Linked DNA regions of Mus musculus: region 1 is linked to region 2. A link is a contact called in public Hi-C data. All regions are on one chromosome and are shown on one strand. The core of a region is the stretch at or near the end of the contact, and the rest is flanking DNA. Distances in the headings are between cores, read along the strand shown.

Region 1 (7,841 bases), core at 3,522-6,021, 890 kb after region 2:
ACCTCTAGAAAGCACAGCTGCTAATTGCCACTAATCATTTTTTTCTAATTTGCATATTAGACAGCCCAAGAAAGAGCTGATGGGTGCACCCCCACACCCTTCTCAACCTTTGGGGCAACAAATAGGAATAAGAGTAGAAGCACCGGTGTCCACCCAAAGCAGCCCCTCGCGCTGGAACATGGTGCCTGGTTGCAGAGGACAGTGAACAGCACTTGGCCGGGTGACAGCGTCTCTGAGGCCAGGTCCTCTGCGGCCGCAGCCTCGCCTGCTGCAGTGCAGCTCCAACATGGCCGACGGGCCTTGGCCACCCCTTGGCCAGCCAGAGCTGGCCAGCACAGGAGGTTCCCACCCACCACCCTGCAGGTTTCACTGGAGTCAACTGGTGTAGGGTTTTGTACTCTCAGGAAAACATCTTTTCAGTTACATCTTCACTTAAAAATTGGAATCCACAACCCTTGCCGACAGGCTCTAAGCTTCCGAGTCCCTCCCTGCTTCAGAATTGGTGGGATAGGCAGAGACTTATTTCTCTAATTAAAAAAAAAAATCAATACTTCTACCTGAACAACTGAAAAGGAGGTATGAAAATGGCGCAGAGACAGGGAGTTAGCTACTTCTGCCCAATCCAGGAGCTGTTTTGCCTTTGAAATGACCTTCCTGGCTTAAGACAATATGGCGAGGCAATACCACAGTGAGAGTGACGATTTTTCTTAAAAAGAGACAGATACATGGCAAGCAAGGGGTCCTGCCTTCCATGAAGAATGCAGACCGAGGAGACAGCCAATCAGTAAGGAATTGGCCTTTCCCCTTGGCCCCCGTTGTTCTCAGTGCTGATAAGAAACAGCAAGGGTCAGGGACTTAGCTGACCCTAGCGAGGGGGACCAGCTTCTGTCCCCTACCATGCACCGAGTGCTGGGGAGACAAAATTGAGCAGCACCTTTCAGGGTACCACAAGCGAATGTTCATGGAAACTTCTAGAATTTGTTAGTTTAACTAATCCGGTTTAAAAAACAAGATGACATCAGCCACATGAAAGCTTTGGGTCCGTGTGTGCTCCTTAAGTTACAGCCCCAAAATTCATAGTTAGTTAATATGCAGAAGGGAGGGGGGCTAGCTCACTGGCTTTAGGATTGACTCAATTACTACTTTGTACCTATAATCTATTAAATAATTCATTGTTGCCTATCAGACACAAATTCTGGAACTATTGATTCCTGATATGCCTCTCTCAAGAAGTCTATACAAGGAGATTGGCACCTGTCAGTCAACAAAAAAGAACCCAGATAACACCCTGCCCCAGGTGTGAGGGACTCTTCAATATGAGGCTGGTTAAGCAAATATTTCTTCAAAAATATTCGTGGTGAAAGCTGGAGGAGGCTGCTAAGCAGCTTTTAAAATGCGGTAGCCATTGTCTAACCTGATGAGAGCCGTGTCATCCCTGAGGCTTAATTGCTTCACAAATTTCCCTAAAATCTTACTTTTTAATATTAGTTTTCCCTGAGTGTTAATGTGGTGGAGGATTCTAAACCAGGACTTCTCATTTCTATTTTCTCTCTGAAAAGAGGAAGAAGCCTTCGCAGTTTGCCTTCCTTGTGGGTCTCCAAGATGTTAAATTTAGCCTGAGAAAGTGATATTCAGGCCTCCATGGGGGGCTGGATTCCTTATTTTGACCCAGTCGAACGATGGTTCTCTCACTGTGGTATAGCAGTAAAAGCGGCTCCGTCTGACCCTCACCTCAGTCCCGCTCTCAGTTCTTGGACAGAGCTATTAAATGTGTCCTAACTGTCCATGGCCTGCCTACCACTACATTTTTCGAGAGTAGAACATAATATTTATTTGACCTTCAGAAATACAGAGGGCAAAGTAGATTTTCCTAACACAGAGCTAACTTTCTGAAGTTTAATGCCAGAAGAAAAAAATGAATATTGGTTGAGCTAATCGATCTCAAGGCTGAGTGTCAATGCCCTGTCCATAGCTCCCCCCACCATAGAAAAAAGTCAGGAATAGGAATGTCCCACTTGTGCTTTGGATTGGACACGGAGAAGATTCTGAGGAGCCCTATTCTCAAGAGTTAGGTCTGTGTCTCTGTTCCCTGGTGCATGTGCATTTAGCGAAAGCAGAGGAAAACAATTACCCGTCCCTCCTGTCTCCAGCCTGAGTCTCCTGAGGGCCCTGCTAATGCAGGAAGGAAGGTGTGGAGTCTCGGTAGACATCCCCATTTAGCCAGAAAAGCGACCTAAGGATTAACCGGGAGGATGGTACGCAGGACTGTCAGGTTTTCTTACCTGACTGTTTAAAGATGCAGAGACTGTGTGGGTTTTGTATGAAATTGCAGTGCCTTGCAGATAGGTGAGCTTTCAATCTCTCTTTAAAAGGGGCGGCGAAGAGGACCCGCAGGCTGCAAGGAGCAACAGCGATGGGTAGGCACATTCAAAAACAGAAAACTCTTCTAACAAACAAAACAAACATGAAGACCATAGCGGGGGAAACTGAGGACACAGACTGGGGAACAAAGCAGAGATCATCCCAGGGCCATCAGCCATCTTGGTGTGCATTTGCAAATGACGTGTCAACAAGTAAAGTGCAAAACAGAGAAGGTTTTAAGAATAACTAGATACAGCCGGGGGAAGGTTAGCCATTTCGGCTTCCGATGAGAACTTAAGATTTTGAGTCGATGTTTCCCATATGGTCTTTATTTCCCCCAGTTCTCCATTTAAACCAACAGACTTGCCTTTCAAAACTGCTAAATTCTGCCCACACAATGGTCAGTCTGACTTTAAGTTTTCAGACCTATTTGGAAAAAAATAATCTTAACTTATTTCCTCAATTAAAAAAAAATATGCCTAATGCTGCAGCCCTTAGGCAGCAGGCCGTTGACAACCTCTGGCCTTAGAAATTATTTAAAAAAAAATTTAACTGTTAATGCAAGGCACTTTACGTTACCCAGCGAACAAGAGCATTTGTGACGGCACCCCACTCATTATCATTGTTTATTATTTTGCTTTCTCATCCCCACAACCATCTCATGCCCACACACATACGCACACGCATGCCAGACATCCATGCAGCTCCATTCGCGCTCACTAGCATGCAGGATGCAGGGGCTGTTTCTCATGTCAATCCATAGAGCAGCTTCCAGCCTAGAACATGGACGAGGAATGACTTCTGAGACCGGGCACGGGCGGGTCAAAGGATCTGGGGGTCGGGGACAAAGTGACTGACACATGTTTGTTCATCTGTTTCTTTTAGAGTCTATTACCCCCACTAGATGATGGCTACAGTCCTCCATCTTCGCTATGTCCTACCCCAGTTATCCCAATTTGCATGCTGGAATTGCCCGGTCTTAGGAAACTACTAATAAGAATACTATTCTGTTTTCCTGGGGATGGGGGGGGGTGGGGGAGGGGGGAGGGGTCCCTAACCTAACCTTTAGGCGTAAGTTAAAAACAGAAAGATGGGATGAAGTCTTTAATTGGCAACAGCATAGTAGAACAGCAATCAGAAAAGGCATCGATATATTGATAATCTACTGTACCAAAAGTTGGCATCCGAGAAGTGTGGCAAGCCCCTACTGAGAGAGCCTCCTATATATTGTGTGCTGTGCTAACCCCTTCAACCTTACTAATACCTGCACGTCTTTCTTCCTATGACTCTACAAGTAAAAATAACTATTAACGCTCCTGATAAATAAAACTCTCTGCATGTTTCAGCAATCCCTGTATCTTGCGTCTGTCTTCTGTCTGCTCTTTTGTCTGTCTTTTCCCCACAAGCACAAAGATAGGGTAGAGAGGAGGAGGATGGGTATCACATAGCCTTCCCTTACCACTTAACAGGAGAGGGGCAGGACCTACTAAACAAAATGCTAACCCCACTAATCTGCCTTACACTTTGGGGGGGGGGAGCGGGGAGGGGAGCATCATCCTATAGATACCGCCCACTCCAACTTTCCAGTCAGTTAGAATCCCGAAACCGGGCACACATCTTGCCTCTGTTAAGTAGTTTAGAGACATCTAAGGAATTTTCTCTGAATTTCACAATCAACGTTAAATTCATTAAGCAGTATTACAAATGAGGATAAACCTGCTGGCCCCAGCAAGATGGCTTCATCTACATAGTAATCTCTTCAATGAAGAGGTTTGTTTTAGTACTACACGCCCGAATTAGATTTTAGATTTTCTATTTTAGCTGTTTTATACTGGATACACTCCCACACCTATTCACATACGTAGATGAATGCTGAACACGTTCTCAGAATATCTGTATTTTAAGACTGGAAGCTTTCCAATTATCATACTACTACTTAGAACGAAATATCAAGCTGAATGGAGACTCTTCCCTGGGGAAATGCTTCCTTCTACCTGTATGTCGACGGGGGTAGTTAATACCCAGCTAGCCTCATTTCTTTTTGTTATGGGGCCTTAAAACCAGGCATCTGGGGCTCAGTACCAATGGCAGGAAGCCATTTTTTAAAAACAGAGTAGATTAGCCCCAAGGCAGGATAGGGGAGGCTCCTCTGAACTCTCCATTAGAGTACTGGGGGCATCAAACACATGCTTCTAGACTCCGACATCTATAGCTAGTCCCAGAGTCTAAAACCAACTCAGAAATGCATAACTTCAGAGCTGAGCTTCAACGTGCGCCGCCCCTCTCACACCGTAACAGAATCAGCCCCTCTGAGGGTGGGCACGCCGTGTCTCTAAAACACTGGGTGGTACCTGGAGCTTTAAGAGTCTGTGGGCCCCAAGCAGCTTTTGGGTGTGTACAGATCCCACATCCTGAGTGCTTGCCCCAGCCCCAGGATAGCCCCTCCTGCCTGCAGTGGCCATGGGGACTCAGGGTTTCCTCTTGCCTTCTTTTCCTGTTCTGAGTGGTGGGCTTGCTCTAATTACAGTGTGGAGCTAGAGGCAGCTTGCAGGGGTTGGGCTCTGATTTTCCCACTGTCATGGCCATGTCAAAATCCTGGTAGCCGAGCTCTCGCCCCCTCCCTCCTGTTGAGAACACCCCCAACCTCTAAACCTTGCAGGCCCTCACCTAAGAGATGGACACCAATAAAAAATATATAGTGAGATCATTCAGAACACAGGGCCCCTCCCAAAATACACAAGCCTGCATGGAAAGAAAGCCCCAAATATCAGCTATGATAAGTCTTTGTTGAAAGAATGGGTTCTTTGGGTGTGGTCCTATTGGTGGGCATGAACATGACCCCCATATTCCCACTCTATTGGCAGGCACTCACATGGCCTCAGACCCCCAACCAATTTGCAGGCATGCACATGACCCCAGAACCCCACCCAACTTACAGGCATGCACATGACCCCCAGACCCCCACTCTTGGTGGGTACCCCAGAAACCCCCAGATCACCACTATTGGTGGGCACCTCCAGATTCCCATCCCTTTGGTGGGTATCCACATGATGCCAGACCCCTACTCTATTGGCAGGTATCCCCATGTCCCCCAAGTCTCCACCCTATTGGTGGGTATGCACATGGCCTCACGGACTCCCACCCCATTGGTGGGTATACATATGACCCCCAGACCCCCACCCCATTGGCAGGAATGCACATGCCTCCCAGACCCCTACCCTATTAGGAGATCTACATGCCTCCCAGACCCCACCCCATTAGCAGATATCTACATGCCTCCCAGACCCCACCCCATTGGCAGATATCCACATGATCCCTCAGACCCCCACCCCATTGGCAGATATCCACATGACCCCCAGGCCCTCACCCCGTTGGTGGGTATCCACATGACTCCCAGAACCCCACCCCATTGGCAGATATCCACATGCCTCCCAGACCTCCACCCCATTGGCAGATATCCACATGATCCTCCAGACCCCCACCCCATTGGTGGGTATCCACATGACCCCCAGACCCCCACTCCATTGGCAGATATCCACATGATCCTCCAGACCCCCACCCCATTGGTGGGTATCCACATGACCCCCACTCCATTGGCAGATATCCACATGACCCCCCAGAACCCCACCCTATTGGCAGGTATCCACATGCCCCAAGATCTCTACACCTCTGTCAGGCACATGGCCCCCCAGATCTCCACCTGAGGCCTGCCTGCCACCCCTCCTGGCTATAGTAGCCTCTGGTCCCCATCTTGCAACTTTACTAATTAATTTTCTACCCTGTTCCATGGGGAGGGGGCGTGATTTAACTTTCGCTATCTTGTGACTTCAATTTAATGTCAGTAAAAGCACCTCTGCCCTACCTCTGTCACTGCCACCTAGTCCTCTACCTCAGTTTCCTTATCAGAAAGGGTCTGTTCCTCTCCAATGCCCTGTTCTGTGCTACCAGGCCTCACCCTGAGGGTGCAGTGCATGCTGGTCTTCTAATCCCCCATTGGCCATGCAGAAGATTAGGCTCAGACAAAATGGAGTCTGCTCCAAGCAGGGAAGTGGGGCTTTGCTGCTCCCCTAAGTACAAGCTCGAGATTCTCTATGGCTGTGCCTGGCATATAGGCTGTCTCCTAAAAGACACAGCATTTTGAACCACTGTAACCTCCATAAATTAGCATTCCTTCTGGGGGGGACACCATCCACCCCCAAAACCAGAAGATGTGACCTGTGACCTGTGGGATCGCTGACTCTGACTGCATACAAATCATCCCAGAAAGGCCACAGAAGTTATCCCAGAGGCTGGTTTAAATAAGCAAACATCTAGCCAACTCCTCCTCCAGTATCCATGAACCCAATGCCCACCAACAATGTGGGGACCCAGGACTCCTAGCCACAACTGGGGGCCTGTTCAAAAGTGCTGTGAGCCACAGAACCCCAAACAACATCTTCCCTCCCTGGTGACAGATGCATAGATACTTAAATAATTAGATCTACAAATATGGAAATGGAAAACCCTAATATCAATAATAAACACTTGTCACCTCTGGGTCTCACAAACTACTGAATCCCAAGTTCAGCATGTACTAACCCTACCTCCATACAACCCTCCCTGTGCTAATCAAGAGCCACGCAGGAAGCAGCAGGGTGTGGTTGGAATGGACAGTAGACCAGGTGCAATTTCTGGTCCAGTTAATCAAGATCTCGATGCCATGTCTCTAACCCAGCCTTATCAGGCCTGTCCTCAGGACATGATTGGGAAATTATGATTTATTTTTATTTGGATGCCTTCAATCTATAGATCTAGCCCACAATTCCTTGGAAAACAGAATACTATGCTTTTTAGTTGACGTGTCTCAATGACGATAACACCCTGGTGGGCAGGATGCAATATGATTTTCTTTTTTTTTTCCTTTCAATCCCACTGTAGTGAGAAGGCCACTAAAGTGCAGGACATCAAAAACAACCTGAAGGAGGCCATTGAAGTATGTGTCTAGCTCCTTGCTCTTATCTTTTAGCAAGCCCCTCGCCCCACGGTGCTGCCCCCCCCACCCCCACGCCTGACCAATTTGCTAAACTGTTTTCAGACCATTGTGGCCGCCATGAGCAACCTGGTGCCCCCTGTGGAGCTGGCCAACCCTGAGAACCAGTTCAGAGTGGACTACATTCTGAGCGTGATGAACGTGCCGAACTTTGACTTCCCACCTGTAAGCTCCACCCTAACCCTGGTTTCCTCTGCCCCTCTCACCTTAGTCCCAGTGGGAACACGAGGGCCAGACTTGCATCAGGCCAGAGTGACCAGACACATACCTGCCGTGTGAATGCATAAGTTAACTCCAGGCATATGCCTAAGACTAAAGGATGATAAAGACATGATTAGGGCTTTGTCCAAAATGGATGAACAAAGTTCCATCACCTTTTCTAGACCTCAACCTAGTCCTCCATTTATCAGATAGTGAGTTTTTTTTTATGGAGGAGAGGTCCTGAGCTAAG
Region 2 (6,988 bases), core at 3,646-6,145:
TCTATAATAAAGTTGAAATTCTTACTATTTTTATTTTAATATAATTAAGTTGTTTTCCTGGCTTAAAAAAATTAAGTGTGGAGCTGGAGAGATGGCTCAGCAGTTAAGAGCATTGACTGCTCTTCCAGAGGTCCTGAGTTCAATTCCCACCACATGGTGGCTCACAACCATCTCCACTGGGATCTAATGCCCTCTTCTGGCATCCAGGTGTACATGCAGATAGAGCACTCACAAACAAAATAAAAATAAGTGCAGGAATTTGATGGTGCACTATCATTCCTCATGAACTCATGAGTTGGGGATGCTGTGGAACATTTAGGAGGCTGATTCTTGCGGGAGGAATTGGATCTCTTAGGTTGGCTTTGAAGGTTCAGAGCCCAGACCCACTTCCTGTTGGCTCTCTGCTTCTTACAGATGCAATGTGTCCAGCCAGCTTCCCACGCTTGCCTCTATGCCATCCCCATTTTGACAGAGTGATATTCACAAATCATAAGGCAGAAGTCTTGGTTATTTTTTTTTCCACTGCTGTGAAAGAGCACCACAGACCAGGCAACTTATGAAAGACAGTGATGGGCTAATGCTTTCAGAGGGCTCAAGTTCATGCTAGCAGAGGAAAAGCAGCCAAGAGCTCAGTCTGAATCCACAAGAGGCAGGAAAGAGAGGAAAAGGGCTGGGAATTATATGTGAAGTGCCAAAGCCTACCTCCAGCGACACACCCCTCATCCTTCCCAAACAGTTCCACCTAGCGGGAAACAAGTATTCAAACATATGAGCCTTGGAGTGGGGGTCCCATGCAAACCATCGCATTCCACTTCTTGCCCCCATATGTTTGTAGTCATAATGTAAAATGCATTCAGTTCAACCTCAAAACCCCCATAGTCCTTCAGAGTCTCAACACTGTTTCAGAGTCCAACGCCTCTTCTGAGACTCCCAAAAGCAAATCATAGACTTTCAACACTCAATGTTACAGAGCGTTCATTACTATTCCAAAAGGGAGGAGAGAGGTAGAGAGAGAAAAGGCTGGACTGACCCAAGACCAAAACCCAGCAGAACAAACTCCAAATCTTGTACCTCCCTGTCTAATGTCAAAGGGCTTAGAGGGCTCTGCCTTCCAGCTTTGCTAACTGCACACACTTCTTTCTCACGCTGGCTCCCCGCCCCGTGTGCAGCTTCCCCTGGCAAACATGCCACAGCTCTGACTGACATCTCAATGTCTCAGGGCCACCAATGCAACCCAGGTTTTACTTTCACAGCGTCATGCAGTGGCTTCTCTGTGCCTCCATGAAGGGAGTCCCCTGCTACAGGGGCCACAGCCTGTCCTCAGGGGCTCTCCTAAACCACAAAGGATGACCACACAACTTCTTCATTCACGGACCCTTTAAAGCCCGGGCTACGCACAGGACCCTGCCAACTCTGACCACAGTTTGAGATGGAGCCTGGGCCCTGGAGTCACATTTGTGGAAACCTTTCCTGCCTTGTTGTCTGGGAGCAGAAGGTTCCAGAGTTTTCTTTTTGCCAGTTCGAGGCTGAGCTGAGCTGGGCGGGGCCTTGCTCTGAGGGGGCCACTCCCATTTTCCATTTTGAGTCAGACTTTTTACTCTTCAAACTGTACTTTTTCAACTTCTTTTACCCCACTTGCTCTTTTCTGTGTGAACCAGCACGATGATGATCACTGATAATCCTGCAGCAGAGTCACTATCAGGCTCTTCTGAAATCCCCTCACGGGTCAATTCAGACTCAGGCAGATTCTCAGGACAAGGATAAGAAGAAGCCACGTTCTTTGCCAAGCTATTGCAGTATACTGCTGAACTGTAGTTATGCTATCTTATGAAAGTATTCTTAAGTGCTAAAACTATCTTGGATAAAATGGGCCTCTGGACCAGCCCTAAATTCCCTGTGACCCTGAGCTAAAGGTTAACTGTCTGGCCGTTTAATTGCTGTCTCTCTGCTCTGTAAGCAAAGCTTGCTTGCTACAGATGTCCACAGCTGCCTTTCTGTAAGCTCCCCAACTGCGGGGTTTGCCCTTAAAATCTGGAACCAACTGGAGAGGCTGCTTCCCACTAATCTGCTTGGGACCGTCCCACCAGACAGCCGTTAATAAAGACTCCATTTAACATATTCAGGTCTCTCTCAGGAGTTTTTCTCTCCAGGTACTTCATAAAAATATCATCAAAGTCTCTAGCCCAGGTGCTATCACTCCCCTCAGAAGCCTCCTGAGTGAGGCCTCTGTAGTCCACGTGGTTCTCAGCACTACTGTTTTCTCAGCTTCGCTTACAACATTTGACTGCTTACCTAGTCCAAAATTCCAAATCTGGGCACATTCCTCCAGAAAGCAGTTACTTTTCTATTGCTGTGAAAAGACACCGTAACCAAAGCAGATAGAAGAAATTGGCACTTACTTAGGGGTATGGTTTCAGAGGGTTAATAATCTATCGCAGCAGACAGTGTGGCAGCAAGTGGCCAGCATAGTAGGTGCTTCCAATGGGAGCTCACATCTTGATCTGCAAAGGGGAGGCAGAGAGACGGAGACAGGGACAGGGATGGGACAGGGACAGATACAGACACAGACACAGGGACAGACTCAGACACAGGGACAGGGACAGGGACAGAGAGACTGAGGATGATGGGAAGTCTTTTAAAATCTCAAAGCCTGTTCCTAGTGACATGTCTCCTCCAACAAGATCACACCTCCTAATCCTTACCAAACAGATCTACCAACTGTAGACCAAGTATTCAACTGTATGAGCTGCAGGGAGCCATTCTCATTCAAACAAGCACATCAGAGCAAACCCTTTCCCCCTTCAGTTGTTTCTTGTCTGGTGTAGGTTAAGCAACAACAACAACAACAGAGCACTTAAACAGCGATTGGAAACGGGAACATGACCAATCCTAGGCAAGCTGAGGAGTTATGAGGGAAAGAACAGCCAGAGGCATCTGGAAGGGTCCAGGCCGAACCGGATCATGGTCATGATGGGGATGGGGGCAGTGGAGGGTGGCAAGAAAGGAAGAGAAGAGCCAAGAGGGAGAGGAGAACCAAGGGGCCAAGAAAGAGCCTGCCAGGGCCAAGAGAGGAGCCAAGAGACCAAGGGAGCACCTGAGAACCAAGAGAGTGTACAGCCAAGATGGCTGAGTTTTATGGGAATCAGAGGAGCTGAGGGAAGGGAAGGGGAGGAGAGGGGAGGGGAGGGGAGGGGAGGGGAGGGGAGGGGAGGGAAGCTTAGCCTCTGGGCTAGAGAAGGGAGGGGGCAGGATGGAAACTTCTGGGAGGAACCACAGGCTCTGAGCTAGGCTTGTTTCTTTAGGACCTGACAGTGAGTGCGGGCAAAGTTTTAAATGCACAATAGAGGAGTTCTGTGGGTGTAACAAAGTGTTGATGGAAACGCAGATCAGGGATGGAAACCCAGGACCACAGCGTACACAAGGAAGGCAGTTTTGTATTATTAGGGAAAAGAAAAATGAAGTTCCTCTCTTATTCATTGAGTTAAAGACACACGGTGAACAGCACAGACATCCACATCCACCCAGTATACTGAGAACTCCCAAATAAATTCCCTCCCAACCGTCCCGGGGGGGGGGGGGAAGTCAACTAAAGCCAGAAACATTCGTCCCGTTGAAAGTGTTAGCAATGGCACTAAACCAGCTTCCCAGTGCGGCTAGCAGGAGCGTGGGGGATCCCTGCCCAGAAAGGGAATAGTCTTAGACGATGGGAGAGGTGAGTCTTTATCGTGCCAGCTTTAAAATTTTTGTTACAAATTTAAAGAAAAGGTTTTAAAAGATTTTTTTTCAAAAATAAGTAGGAAATCTTTTAAGTAAGCCAGCAGAGGCCATGGGCCATAAAATTTAGAAGGTTTCTGGAAATCTCCAAGATCAATTGATGGTCTAAAATTTCGAATTTACTTTCTTATGCCCACATGAGGAGAGTAGTGGCCACCATAAATACAAGGCCAACATGAGCCGTTCATTTAAGCTGGTGAGCTGCCTCATAGCCATGATCAGGATGCGCTCCCTGGGGCTGGAGAGAGCAGCTGGGTGAGTGTAACAGGCACTCAGACAAAATGGAGTTACTGTGGGCAGCTCAGCTCAACTTTGCTTTAGCTTTGGGTTGGTCGCTGCTCTATACACTTTCTATTTATTCTTGTGGCGTGTGTATGTTGTGTGTGTGTGTGCATGCGTGCTGTGTGCGTGTGTGTGTGTGTGTGTGTGTTTGTGTGTGCATGAGGAGGCCAGAAGAAAGCATCTGGCATCTTCCTCTGTCACTCCCTACCTTATTCCCTCGAGACAAAGGCTCTCATTGAACTTGGAGCCAGCCATTTTCCTGGCTGGCCTGGCTGGACTACTGTCCAGGCTCCGTGATTCAATCCCCATTGTCTCCTCCCCACACGGTGTTAGGGTTACAGGCAAACCCAGCTTTTTACTCCAATGTTGAGAAATCTGTGCCCAGGTCCTCATGGTCGTCTGGCAAGCACCGTTACCCCCTGAGCCCTCTCCCAGGTCCCCCATAAGCATCTCAAGTATATTTGAACTAAATTGACAAAGAAACTGCAGCTCACACACTAAGGACCTGAACTCATGACATAAGTAGTTTTGAGTCACCCACTCCTTCGAGGGAGACTTGCGGCTAAAAGAGGAAATTCATTTCCATCGAGACAGGAGAGTTTTTATTCCTGTTGAGTAATCTAGATTCTGTGGAAAATGAAGCGAGAGGCTGAGGTCGCGCTTAATGCTGGCTTGCATCATGTGATGCATAAGGAAAATATTTGGGATCGGTTTCTGGAGTGGACTCGTGGAGCACCATGGCTACAGTGGTTAAAAATCAACACAGTTTACCGCACAGCACGGGCATGAGTCACCCTGAGTTTATAGATGCGCCCGCTCTGAACCGTGAAGCCATGTCTTCAGCCACCCACCCCGTCCTCCCTCTTAAAGATGAAAGAAAGGGGGAAGGAAGCAGCTTTCTCACACACAAGCAGTTCCTGGAACTGGAGTGACGTGGGTATGGTTATACATTTCTAAAATTGAAAACTTAGTCAAATACACCCAAGGCTCACACACAACGAAGTGCAAACAGCTAAACTCAAATACGCAGTTAAGGATGAAATGCACACTTGTAAAACATCGTGCCAATAATTCTATTATGCAGAAACGACAGTATCTTGAACATAGACACGGATTAAAATTTAACTTTGCCTTTTAAAGGTTTTCTTTTTTATCATGACAAGATCTTCCTGCGTAGCCAAGGCCACCCTTGAACTTGTAATCCTCCTGCCTCCGCTTCTCAAGTGCTGAGATTCAATGTGTGTGTGGTGACCATCAAGCTTGAGGCTTTGCCTGTGGCTTGTCTTCATTCTTATCCCGCAGCAGAGAATTGCTCTGTCTTTAGTCTCTGGACGTAAGCTCAAGTCCATTTTAGTAAAAGTTGCAAGGCCCAGGCAACAAGTCTAATTCTGGCCAAGTTTAGTGTTGAAAACACATTCATTTCTGGTACCAAAACCCAGGGGAAACTATATACAAGCCTTGAGCTTTCGTAAACCTTCACAGGTCAGGGCCAGCCAGCAGAAATCTGCGTGTCCTGGAGGTGACACCAGAGAAAGAAACCACAGCCTTTGTGACCTCGTGTGGCCCAGTGTGGGCTTGTGTGAGAGCCAAGGCCTATGGGGTAGGTGCAGAGATTTAGTTGGGGGTCTGATATAGCTCAAATGAAATTTAAGAAATGAAATGTATGAAGACTAGTTCAAACTCATTGTAAAGTGAGACTCAAATCATGGACATGTTAATGTAGATCTTTGGCAAATTAGGGCCGTGCATACATTCAGATACCCACCAGACTGGCCTTGAGCTCAGAGATCCAACTGCCTCTGTCTCCTGAAATACCCAACTCTTTGCCTCCAACTTGACTATTTCCCTTAGTGACTGTTTTGTTTTAATCCCTGACAATGCAGCCACTTATCACCTGATCCGTTACGTTGCTCCGTTTGGATATTCATTGTTTGACTTACCAGATGCTCTGATTGGTGTGTTCTTTTTCACACGCAATGCAGAACATTTAAAGACACGGCTTTCCCTCTGAATGTGGCTTTGGCTGCTTCTAAAATGTTGCTGTTGCCATAAATTGATACCCCAAATAAGCTAAAATGTAATGTTTTGCTATCTCCTTGATCTAAAACTTGTTGAGGAGAATTTGTTTTAAAACTGCCTACTGCAACTACCCAGCGATTAGACAAAGGTTAATTAAATTGTGGTAAAATTCACACAGTCACTGCACCGTCATAGGTGAGAGCCAGATGATGCACACTGTATTGAAGGTGATGTCCCCGGCATAGGTGAAATACACATACAGCTTTACTGAGTAGCCTAGAGTGGTGTCCCTGGCAGCTGAACTCAGCAGCCTGGGGGTGCAGCCTCTGGAAAACGGTGCTGGCTGAGATGTGGAGCAGAGCGCCCTCTGGAGGTAGCCTTGAGGGAGCGCATCTGTGAAGGTGCACTCTGGTGTGTGCAGACCATCTTGTACTGTGAGGCCCACAGACACAGACACCATAAGGGTGACGATCTGGGTTCCTCCATGAAGCATCTGTGTTAGTTTCTTCCTGCATCGCAGTGGCCAAGCAGCAACAATAAGGGACTTGAAGAGAGGTTTATTTTGACACACTGCGTAGCTCTCAGCTGTGACTTCTGTCTCACGTCTTAGAGGAACTGGAAGCAGAGGCCATACAGGAAGTATATCTGGCCTATGACCCTCAGTGCAGACCCCAAGTGGTTCACATTCTCCAGTGAGGCTGCACCCTCTAAGGTTTCCACAGGCTTCCTAGAGAGGCTTCAGCATTTGGGGACCGAACATTCAGACACACAAGCCGTGGGGGACATTTCCTAACCAACCCATACTGGCATCGTTAGCAGAGAATCTGCCCTGTGACTTTCTCTCTGAAGTCCGTGACCATATCCTCCCTGGCTGGAGTAATTGCCACTGTGGGCTCCCCAGAGGGTCATTCCT

Evidence for each region. A called contact is a pair of places that touch in the nucleus more often than the background predicts.
Region 1: a contact with region 2 is called in a Hi-C map of regulatory T cells, with 4 times the contacts expected there. The contact joins two enhancer-like sites. A contact is called at or near these places in 2 of 484 Hi-C or Micro-C datasets (adipose-derived mesenchymal stem cells and regulatory T cells) and 2 of 115 datasets of contacts at active chromatin or transcription factors (memory CD8 T cells and thymic regulatory T cells).

Annotation. Positions count from the first base shown.
Region 1 is chr2:174,334,375-174,342,215 of GRCm38.p6, forward strand. Gnas (GNAS (guanine nucleotide binding protein, alpha stimulating) complex locus) reads left to right here. Exons shown (of 12, transcript NM_010309.4): 3 at 2,373-2,417; 4 at 7,279-7,333; 5 at 7,436-7,555. Among named protein-coding and RNA genes, the nearest start is that of Gm30189, 11 kb to the left of the region's middle. Within about 2 kb of position 4,772, at least 20 of the 459 cell types and tissues checked have an H3K27ac peak or open chromatin away from gene starts, as enhancers often do. A contact at or near this core is called in memory CD8 T cells and regulatory T cells, where this site is marked.
Region 2 is chr2:173,447,441-173,454,428 of GRCm38.p6, forward strand. No RefSeq gene overlaps it. Among named protein-coding and RNA genes, the nearest start is that of Gm14642, 56 kb to the left of the region's middle. Within about 2 kb of position 4,896, at least 125 of the 459 cell types and tissues checked have an H3K27ac peak or open chromatin away from gene starts, as enhancers often do. A contact at or near this core is called in memory CD8 T cells and regulatory T cells, where this site is marked.